Regions from separate parts of the Sus scrofa genome. Here regions 1 and 3 are each linked to region 2. A link is a contact called in public HiChIP or PLAC-seq data. All regions are on one chromosome and are shown on one strand. Each heading gives the region's core, a stretch centred on a gene start, on an enhancer-like site or on the middle of the called end of the contact. The rest is flanking DNA. Distances are from core to core; before and after follow the strand shown.

Region 1 (3,360 bases), core at 55-2,554, 320 kb before region 2:
TGAGATGATGTTTACATTCACTTCTACTAGTTCACATTGAACTGACGTGCTAACTAGTGTTATATGGTAAAAAAAAAGAAGTAAGAGGGAAAGTAGGGGGTGAAGTAGCTAGTCCATAGTAGACCTGCTATGAACTTTATGAGTACGCTCTTGAGTCTTCAAAATAATAACCAGACACAGACATTGGACAAACACTTAATAAGAACCTACTACGTTCAAGATTCAGTTTTAGGCACTAGAAATACAGTAATTAATAAAATAGATAGGGAGTTCCCATTGTGGCTCAGCTGTAAGGAACCCGACTAGTATCCATGAGGACGTGGGTTTGATCCCTGGCCTCACTCAGTGGGTTAAGGATCCAGTGTTGTTGTGAGCTGTAGTGTAGGTTGCAGATGAGGCTTGGATGTGGTGTTAACGTGGCTGTGGTAATAGGCCAGCAGTTCCAGCTCCAATTCAACTCCTAGCCTGGGAACTTCCATATGCCCACAGGTCCAGCCCTAAAAAAAAAAAAAAAAAAAGCAAAAAAAAAAAACCAAAAAGATAAAATATTTGTGTTCTCCTGCAGTTGATATTCTACTATGGGACAAGACAGACAATACATGCAATAGGTAAATTTCATAGTATGTTATGAAATGATGAATGCTGTAGAAAAATAGAGCAGGATAAAGGGGTTCAAGGAATCCTGAGGGGCTAGCAATTTTAAACAGAATTGGGGTGAAGAGAATTGCCACCAGAGATGCCTGGGAAGGTGAGATGTGCACAAAGGCCGGGAGGATGTAAAGGACTTGTGGCTATTTAAGAGAACAGAGTTCTAGGCAGAAAGAACAGCAAGTGCAAAGCCCCTGAGACTAGATTGTGCCTGGTGTGTCCAGAAACAACCAAGAGACCCGTGTAGACAGAGCAGAGTGAGCCACGAGAGTGGGAGGAGATGAGAATAGGTAGGTGACTGAATACATCAGGGTGAACCGTGTGGGCCTCTTCTTGAGGACTTTGACTTCTCTGAGTAAGGTGAAAGCCATGGAGAGCTCTGAGCAGAAGAGGGAAAGGATCCGACTTGGGTTCTAACAGGCTCCCACAGGCTCAAATGTCAATAGCATCTATTAAGCACTTACTGAGTTCAGGACGCTGTTCTGCGAGCATTCAATATGGTATAATATCATTTTATTCTCATAAAGAACCTGTAAGGATTACCATTCCATTTCACAGAGGTGAAACCGAGGCTCAGAAAGTTTAAGTCATTGGCCTATGGTCACACAGCAATGACTTGCAGCGCCTGGGTGTGAAGGCGCAGTGAGCCATCCTTCCCCTCCCCCAAGCTTTTAGCCAGGGATCGCCGGCCGCAGAGCGCACTCATCATCGGGAGTTGCGTCTGTGTCCCTGTCTGTCTGTTTCTATTTCCACGCGTCCCTGTCTGTCTCCGCGCGCCTCTGCTTGTGCGTCCCCCATCTGTGCCCAAGCCGCCGTCTCGCTGCGCCCGGCCCCCGCACCTCGGAGCTATTTCGGGTTTTGGCATAAAAGCCCAACAGCTCGGAGGAGAGGCTTCCTCCGGCCCCCGGCTCGGACCACGCGCCACACGCGGTCGGCTCCGGGAGCTCCGCGTCTTCTTTGAGGGATCCCCAGGCTGGGGAAGCCCCCGCGGGAGGACAGCTGGGGGCTGGGGCGACCCGGGCCCGAGGCTCCCGGCCCCCCAGTGGCCAATCCCGGCATTGACGCTGTCCACAGCCCAGCCGTGCGTCAGCTATCGTTCTGGCAACAGGCGTGCGACGTCACCGACAGGCAGTGCGTCAGCCACCTGCTGACGTAACGCCCCGGGAGAGGCAATTGGCAAGGAGCGGGGGCGGATTTCATGCTCAGCCGGCAGGGGGAGCTCCAGGGCGTTAATGGCGGATGCCTTCGGCCTGGTCCTGCAGGAGGCGCTGGTCCCGGCCAACATGGCCTCTGAAGCCCCTAAGGCGCGCTAGTTTGGAGGGATGAAGAGGAGTTGCAGTGTCCTGTCAGTGGCCTGGACCCAGGACGAGGTGCGAGGGGCGGGGCCCGGGATAGGGGCGGGCTTTGGGCTGCGGTGGTGGTCCGTGGGGCGGCACCTACTGAACACGGCTGCCCACTAGGCCTGGTTGCGCTTCCTCAGGCTTCCCCGATGCCTCAGTTTACTCCCTTGACTTCATTATTCTTCTGCTGCCCAGATTAAGAGGCTCTCAGCCGAGGAGTAGAAGGCAGGGTCTTCCAAGGGACTTTCCAAATAGGAAGAGGATTGTAGGGTGGAGGGGGGCTGTGCTGAGTGTGAGGTCTTAAGGGTCTCAGATGTAAGGGAAGGGGGGGGGTCACAGACATTGAAGCCAAGAAGAGGCTGCATAGACTTGGAGGGTGGTGACATGTTAGAGGGGTTATGCAGTGAGGGACGGAGTAAAGGCATGAGGGCCCAGATCCCCAGGACTGGGACATCAAAAGGGAGCCCCACCAAATGTATGGCTGAGAATAGGCATCCTTCAGATGTAAGAGCCGAGAAGGCACCCTCTGTGGGAGGGATTAGCGAGTGGCTAAGAGTGAGAGGGACAAAGGAGCCTGTATCCCCATCAGCCACTCTCTCTGATGGCCAGAGAGGGACGGTACTGTGGAGAGGGGCTCAGAGCTGCCTGGTCAGGCTGCACCCCTTTCCCTCCCTTGTCCCACCTCAGAGGCCAAGAGAGACCCCTGAACCCAGCCAAGCCAACATGCTGGGGGCTGACCTCCGACGCCCTCGCCGACGCCTCTCCACAGGCCCAGGCCTGGGCTGGACTGAGCCTGAGCCCTTGGACACTGGGGTCCCTCTGCCACCACGGCCCACCACGCTGCCACTGCTGATCCCTCCGAGGATTTCCATCACCAAAGCTGACAGGTAGGCGGGAAGAGGACCAGGCTGGGAGACAGGGTGGAGGAACAGGGCCAGCTGGGTTAAGTCCAGCCACCAGCCACCAGCCCTTTCCTGGGCTACCAGCTCCTGGCTCCCTTTGTTTTGCAAAACTAGCTGAAACTTCTCTTGGACCCTGGTGGGTCAGGTTATAATGTCCTTCCTCCAAGAGGCACCTCTTGCAGCGTCTAGAAACCCCTTCTGCCATTTTGCTGCTGCTTGAGTTAGCAAGGGGCAGGATTTCTGAAAGGATTTTCAACCCTCCAGTCCCCACGGTGGTCTCATGATTGGAAAGCTGGAATAGGCTAGGGAGTAAGCCTCCCACGAGTCCGCTGTGCACCTCTGTTTCCCTTTCTGAGAGGATGCAGTTTCTTCCAGGCCTTAAAAGGGGATGGTGAAACCCTGGAGGAGGTCTGGATGGGGCATTTTTCTTTCTCCTGAGCCCAGCTTCACACTGCACTTTCTCAGCTGGG
Region 2 (3,364 bases), core at 586-3,085:
CCCAGCAGAGCTATATGCAAAGTTCTTCTTTCCCTCTAACAGAAACCAGTACATCTTCTTTGCAAAATACATAGAAAATGTCCCCTGCATATAGTTGAAGGGGAAAAAGCAGATTATGGGGCCAGCATGTGCAACAGAATATACAGATATTTATAACATCCTTTGTATGAAGTCGTACGCATGTGTCTAGATGACAGAGCTGCAGGGATATTCACAACAATGTCAGCTCTGGGGGCTGGGATGGGAGAATTTTTTAAACTGCCAGAAGTTTTACACTTTTTCCATTGACCAGATAACACTTTTGTAAAAATCAGTAAAGTTCTTTTCAATAGGAGAAAAAAAGCTAAAAGGAGAAAAACCTCCGTAATCCTAGTAGCCACAGGCAGTGCCTCTTAGCAGCACCTGAATGTGTCCTTTGAGAATTATTTCTGTGCAAATGCAGGCAAAAAACCTCCCTGTATCCACAAACATAGCACATAAAGTCATCCATATTAATGTGTGCATATATATTTTTTAAAAAACAAATTATGTGTCTTTGGACACTTTTTTTCTTTGATTTGTAGTATATGCATTTCATGTGTTGTCAGTGGCAAAACACTGTCTTATTTTATGGATATCCCATTGTGCATTTAACCAGTCTTCCATTGTTGGGCATTTAGGTTGTTTGAACATTTTAGCGTTTATGGATGGTTTTAGCTACAGGAATGTAGCTAATTCTTGATTAATTCCTCAAGATAAATTTTAGATCACTTAAAACTACCAGGTGACAGTTCAGGTATGTTTTTTATTTTTTTATTTTTTATTTATTTATTTATTTTATTTTCCCACTGTACAGCAAGGGGGTCAGGTTATCCTTACATGTATACATTACAATTACATTTTTCCCCCAGCCTTTCTTCTGTTGCAACATGTTTTTTATTTTTTATTTATTTTTTATTTTATTTTATTTTTTTTGTCTTTTTGCCATTTCTTGGGCCGCTCCCTCGGCATATGGAGGTTCCCAGGCTAGGGGTCTAATCGGAGCTGTAGCTGCCAGCCTACACCAGAGCCACAGCAACATGGGATCCGAGCCGTGTCTGCAACCTACACCACAGCTCACGGCAACGCCGGATCGTTAACCCACTGAGCAAGGGCAGGGACTGAACCCACAACCTCATGGTTCCTAGTCAGATTCGTTAACCACTGCACCACGACAGGAACTCACAGGTATGTTTTTTAGATGTTCTCGATTTATATTGCTGAGTAGTAGCCCAGAAGAAAGTTGATATGAATTGATTTTCCTTCCAAGAGAGCAAGAGTGTTTGTTTCAGAACATCTTTGTTGAAACTGAGTTTTAATATTTTTAAAAATTTTTGACCAGTTAAATATTCTGCCAGGTGAATGCAAACAGGACACAGGAGATCACACTCCCCCCACTAGAGACCTATTGTCGGGGGTGCCTAGGTAGCTCCTTGCATGTGTTTGGTTTGTCTGTTCTCAGATGGAGTTTGATGAGAAGGACTTAAGACGGGAGATCAGCTATGCCATTAAGAACATCCATGGAGTCAGGCAAGTTCCATTCATGAGTCACCATGTTCCCATCATTTCCATGGTGCCACCCTGCAGCCAGTCAGTGCCCCCCCAAACCTCTGGGTGCCCCGATTGATTGTGAGACCTGGAAAGGGCTCCAGAGTGATTTGCAGTAGCTGTCAGTCTCTCCCTCTGGTCTCCAAGTTCACTCAAGTGTGTATGTGAGTAGTTCTGTGTGGATCTCTTGTATCCCCTTGGGCTGTCCACTGCTCTTGGGTTAAACATTGGTTAAACCTCCCAGTCACTGTGGTCAGGAAGTAAGAAAACTCACTGCAGATTTGCCCTGGGGGGCGGGGAATGGAAGGGAGCTGAGTCACTATTACAGGAACCCACCGGTGCCCCATGAGCCTCCTGGGTCCCCACCCTGTTCCGGCAAAAATCATGGCTCCCGGCCTCCAGTCTCTTGTTGCCAAGGGGTCCTCAGATCACCCCGGGGGGTTCCAGGTAGTGGATGCAAGCGTCTGACCCCCCCAGACTTGCTGTGACCTTGGCTTTCTCGGGAACCGGCCTGTGCCTGTGAAATTGCTGACCGTGCTTTGTTTCTCTCTGACTTATCTCCCCTGCCCCCGGGTACGGATGGTTTTAGGACCGGGCTCTTCACCCCGGACTTGGCATTCGAGGCCATTGTGAAAAAGCAGGTCGTCAAGCTGAAAGAGCCCTGTCTGAAATGTGTCGACCTGGTTATCCAGGAGCTAATCAATACAGTTAGGCAGTGTACCAGTAAGGTATTGGACCCTCGGCAGGGTGACTCCTGGCCTTGTGGAAACGGGGCTACGGGGGTTTGGTATCAGGCTCCCAGTGCTGCTTGGCCTTTGCCCTGCTGGTCCCCTCACCTCTCCTTCCCAGATTGCCTCGGTGTCCAAGAACGTGGCCTCTTCCCAGAGGCTGGGGCGGGCGCGTTTCGGCCTGGGTGCAACCGGGGGTGCCAGACCTCCAGATTCCAGACTGGTGGGCAGGGCGCCCTGGGACCTTGATACCAAGCTTAGCATGTATTGGATGGGGGTTTCGTCGCGCTGTCGCTTTGCTGTCTTCTGGGTAGCAGAGAGGGACCTTGTGTCACCTCCTGGAGGCCAAGCTCCCTACACCTCCCTGCCCATCACCCCTTCTTGACAAAGGTGTGGTGCTTTAAGCACTCCCCAGTCAGCCACTTCTCTGTCCCCGAGGCGCCGAGAAAGCCCGAATGCCAACAGCATAATGAGTGCTCTGTCTGGCTTGGCCCCTAATGGCCTCTGCCAGCTCCCCAGCACCGCCCCAGGGGCAGGGTTGTCCCCCTAGGCAGCCCGTCCTCTGATTCCCCTAGGTCACAGTCACCTGTGTGCCAGTGTTCACAGGCCACTGCCTCCACATGGCAGGACATACCAGCTTCCCCGCGGGCCTGGCTCCCAGGGCAGCACGCTTTGGCCGAGCAGCTGAAGTGCTTCCCAGCGGGCGGTCTATGCTTGCACATCCACCATGGCCGTAGAGCTCTGGGTCAGCCTTCCAAGGCCAGAATTTCTGCTTTGATCCTTCTGTACTCAGTCTGGAAAAGCCCACATTTGCTTCTTAAGCTTCTTCGATTGGAAGAGGGAGGGGAAAGAAACCCAGATGGTTTGGACATTATCGTCACATATAAGAAAATTCAAGGCCTCCCTATATCCATACCTGTTCGGTATGCCCACTCTGACCCATGGCACTTGTGTAATTAAAGCCCAGACCATGCCCACCCCTCAGACCCAGGACGCCTCTTGATCCAAAGCAGCTTCCGGGGCAAATGCGGGCACAGGCTCCTCCGTGCATGTCACTAACCAGCTGACTC
Region 3 (3,241 bases), core at 386-2,885, 450 kb before region 2:
GTCTAATTGGAGCTACAGTTGCCGGCCTACACCACAGCCACAGCAACGCCAGATCCTACCCATGTCTGCAACCTACACCACAGCTCATGGCAAGCCGGATCCTTAACCCACTGAGTGAGGCCAGGGATCAAACCCACAACCTCATGGTTCCTAGTTGGATTCGTTAACCACTGAGTCACGACGGGAACTCCTATACCTTCTTTTTTTCATTCTGTCTTCTACCATATTCTATCCCTGTGCTATACAGCAGGACCTCATTGGCTTTTCCATTCTAAATATAGTAGTTTGCATCTGCTAACCCCAAACTCCCCATATATCCCACCTGCTTCCCCCTCCCTCTTGGCAACCACAGGTCTGTTCCGCATGTCTGTGAGTCTGTTTTTGTTAAAGCCTTCTTTTAAAAAAAAAAGAGAGAGAGAGAGGGAGTTCTCTCATGGCGCAGTGGGTTAAGGATCCAGTGTTGTCACTGCAGCAGTGACAGTGGCGGCAATTGGGTCGATGCTGTGGCATAGGTTCAATCTGGCCCCAGAACCTCCAAAGTAGTTCTGCAGGTGCAGCCAAAGAGAGAAAGGCGAGTGGAGACATTTCTTCAGGGGAGTTGTTGCTACTTGCCAATCCCATCACACCCTCTTGGGCCATGGGTAAACCCCGAGAGGAAGGGGACTTCACAGCTTTTGAAAGCTATCTCTGAAGGCAGGACATCCAGGACTCAGGATGATTTAGGCTTAGGAAAGCTCAAGTGAGGGAGTTCCCATTGTGACTCAGCAGGTTACAAACCCAACTAGTATCCATGAGGACGCCGGTTTGATCCCTGGCATTGCTCAGTGGGTTAAGGATTCAGTGTTGCTGTGAGCTGTGGTGTACTTTGCAGACTCGGCTTGGATCTTGCGGTGCTGTGGTTGTGGTGTAGGCCGGCAGCTGCAGCTTAGATTCGACCCCTAGCCTGGGAAATGCCATATGCTGTATGTTCAGCCTTAAAAAGTGAAAAAAAAAAAATCAAGTGAGCCAAGGGAATGGGATCTGACCCCCAGGAGACCCAGAGGGTGAGAGGCAGGTGGCTCTGATGGTGGCATCAGGGTGGCCGCTTATTGGTGGCCCACTGGGAGGGAAGAGAGTGTAGGACCTGACCCCAAGGACTGAGGGAAGAGCCACAAGCCAAATCAAAGATGACTCCATCCCAGCAAAGGGGTCCCCAGGAAAGAGGAAGCCCCAGAGAGCCCCCTAAAATACTTAACCACACTCCTGGGGCATCCAAAGGGGGCAAAGCCACCTGCCAAGGGGGAGCTGCCCTGTCCCCTCCTCCCTGCACCTGGGCAGGAGGGACTCAAGCGCCCATGGGAGGAAGCGAAGGGAACAAGCCCTTCTTCCTCTACCAAGGCCTCCAGCCTGGAGAGGCCCGACCCGGGGCTCCCAGCCAACACCAAGTCGAGATCAGCAGTTTGCACATGATATTGATTTGGGCCTGAGTCCCAGGCAGAATTCTCAGCCAGGGCAGAGTCCACCACAGAATAAACATTCAAAGAGCGGAGGGAGAAGCCAAGTTATGTTTTTATCAACATCCAAACGTCATGAAGTTTTGCTTTACACCCAAGGGCTGTGATGCGGAACCATGAGGCTAGAATGAACTCATCTGTGGGAATGCAGGAGGAAGTGTGAATTCCTGCCTAGTTCTAAGGAAGCAGACACACTGTAACTCCTACTGTCTCTTCTCCCTGAACAGCAATGGCCTTATTGAAAACTCATACCCACCCACCCTCTTTTATTTTTTGGCCAAAGATCTAATCTGAACCACAGCTGCAACCCATGCCACATCTGCAGCAACATCAGGTCCTTAACCCCCCGTGCCACAGTGGAAACTCCTCAAGCCCACCCTTTGAGGTTTGTGTTACCCTCCCATTCTATAGCTGAGGCCATCAAGATTCTGCTAGGAGAAGTGACTTGCTCAAGGTCAGAGCTTGTGGCAGGTGCTCTCGGCAACTTGACCACATCCCATCAAGCACTTGCTGGTCTGTGCACACCCCCAGCAGCTGCAGGACTCTACTGGGCTTGTCAACTGGACAGGTCAGAAGGACTGGGGAACCATAATGAGATACCACTTCCCACGCATTGGGGGGCAATCATAGTAATATTAGAGCAAAATTAATTTTGGCTAGCAAGAGTTCCCGTTGACCCAACATAGTGTCAATGAGGTTTCGGGTTCCATCCCTGGCCCCACTCCAGAGGTTAAGAATCTGGCATTGCAATAAACTCTGATGTAGGTGGAAGATGTGGCTGGGATCCCGAGCTGCTGTGGCTGTGGTGTAGGTGTAGCTGCAGCTCCGTTTAGACCCCTAGCCTGGGAACTTCCATGTGCTGCAGGTGTGGCCATAAAAAGAAAAATAAATAAATAATTAAATACATTTTGGCCAGGATGTGGAGAAATTGAAATCCCAGAATCTTTGTACCTTGCTGGTGGGACTGCAACATGGTACAGCTGCTGTGGAAAATAGTCTGGCGGTCTCTCAAAAAGTTAAACATGGAATTAGCATGTGACTCAACAATTCCACTCTTAGTTATATACCCCAAAGAACTGAAAACATGTTTGTACAAAATCGTGCTCATGGAAAGTTCCCATTGTGGCTCAGTGGTAACAAGCCTCAATAGTATCCATGATGATGAGAGTTTGATCCCTGGTCTCGCTCAGTGGATTAAGGGTTCAGCATTGCTGGAATTGTGGTGTACATCGCAGATATGGCTCGGATCTGGCATTGCTGTGGCTGTGGTGTAGGGTGGCATCTATAGCTCCCATTTGACCCCTAGCCTGGGAACTTCTATATGGTGCAGGTGCAGCCCTAAAAAGTAAAACAAAAACAAAAACAAAAACAAAAAACAAAACAAAAAAACACATAGCAGCATGATTAACAATAGCCAAAAGGTAGAAACAACCCAAATATCTACCCACTGATAAAGGGATAAACAAAATGTGATACACCTTTACAATGGAATATTATTCAAACTATGGCCCGAATATCATGGAGGTTCCTCAAAAAATTAAGAGAATCGGAAGAACGTCGTCGTCTTTAACGAATCCAACTAGTATCCATGAGGATGCAGGTTCATCCATCCCTGGCCTCACTCAGTGGGTTAAGGATCTGGTGTTGTCATGAACAGTGGTGTAGGTTGCAGACACGGCTAGGATCCTGCGTTGCTGTGGCTGTGGCATAGGTGAGAGGCTACAGCTCCAATTTGACCCTTAGCCTAG

What was found. HiChIP or PLAC-seq counts read pairs in DNA pulled down with a chosen protein or histone mark.
Region 1: an H3K27ac HiChIP or PLAC-seq map of alveolar macrophages shows a contact between it and region 2. The contact joins two enhancer-like sites. A contact is called at or near these places in 2 of 47 Hi-C or Micro-C datasets (embryonic fibroblasts and subcutaneous adipose tissue) and 1 of 2 datasets of contacts at active chromatin or transcription factors (alveolar macrophages).
Region 3: a contact with region 2 is called in an H3K27ac HiChIP or PLAC-seq map of alveolar macrophages. The contact joins two enhancer-like sites. A contact is called at or near these places in 1 of 5 promoter capture datasets (fetal liver), 1 of 47 Hi-C or Micro-C datasets (mesenteric adipose tissue) and 1 of 2 datasets of contacts at active chromatin or transcription factors (alveolar macrophages).

The regions. Positions count from the first base shown.
Region 1 is chr2:69,219,952-69,223,311 of Sscrofa11.1, forward strand. LOC110259341 (a long non-coding RNA gene) reads left to right here. Exons shown (of 3, transcript XR_002341637.1): 2 at 1,911-2,018; 3 at 2,676-3,360. Among named protein-coding and RNA genes, the nearest start is that of CDC37, 8.7 kb to the left of the region's middle. Within about 2 kb of position 1,305, at least 30 of the 83 cell types and tissues checked have an H3K27ac peak or open chromatin away from gene starts, as enhancers often do. A contact at or near this core is called in alveolar macrophages, where this site is marked.
Region 2 is chr2:69,538,681-69,542,044 of Sscrofa11.1, forward strand. It overlaps DNM2 (dynamin-2), which reads left to right. Exons shown (of 20, transcript XM_021083818.1): 9 at 1,481-1,548; 10 at 2,156-2,294. Among named protein-coding and RNA genes, the nearest start is that of MIR199A-2, 18 kb to the right of the region's middle. Within about 2 kb of position 1,836, at least 12 of the 83 cell types and tissues checked have an H3K27ac peak or open chromatin away from gene starts, as enhancers often do. A contact at or near this core is called in alveolar macrophages, where this site is marked.
Region 3 is chr2:69,085,541-69,088,781 of Sscrofa11.1, forward strand. No RefSeq gene overlaps it. Among named protein-coding and RNA genes, the nearest start is that of ICAM1, 10 kb to the right of the region's middle. Within about 2 kb of position 1,636, at least 21 of the 83 cell types and tissues checked have an H3K27ac peak or open chromatin away from gene starts, as enhancers often do. A contact at or near this core is called in alveolar macrophages, where this site is marked.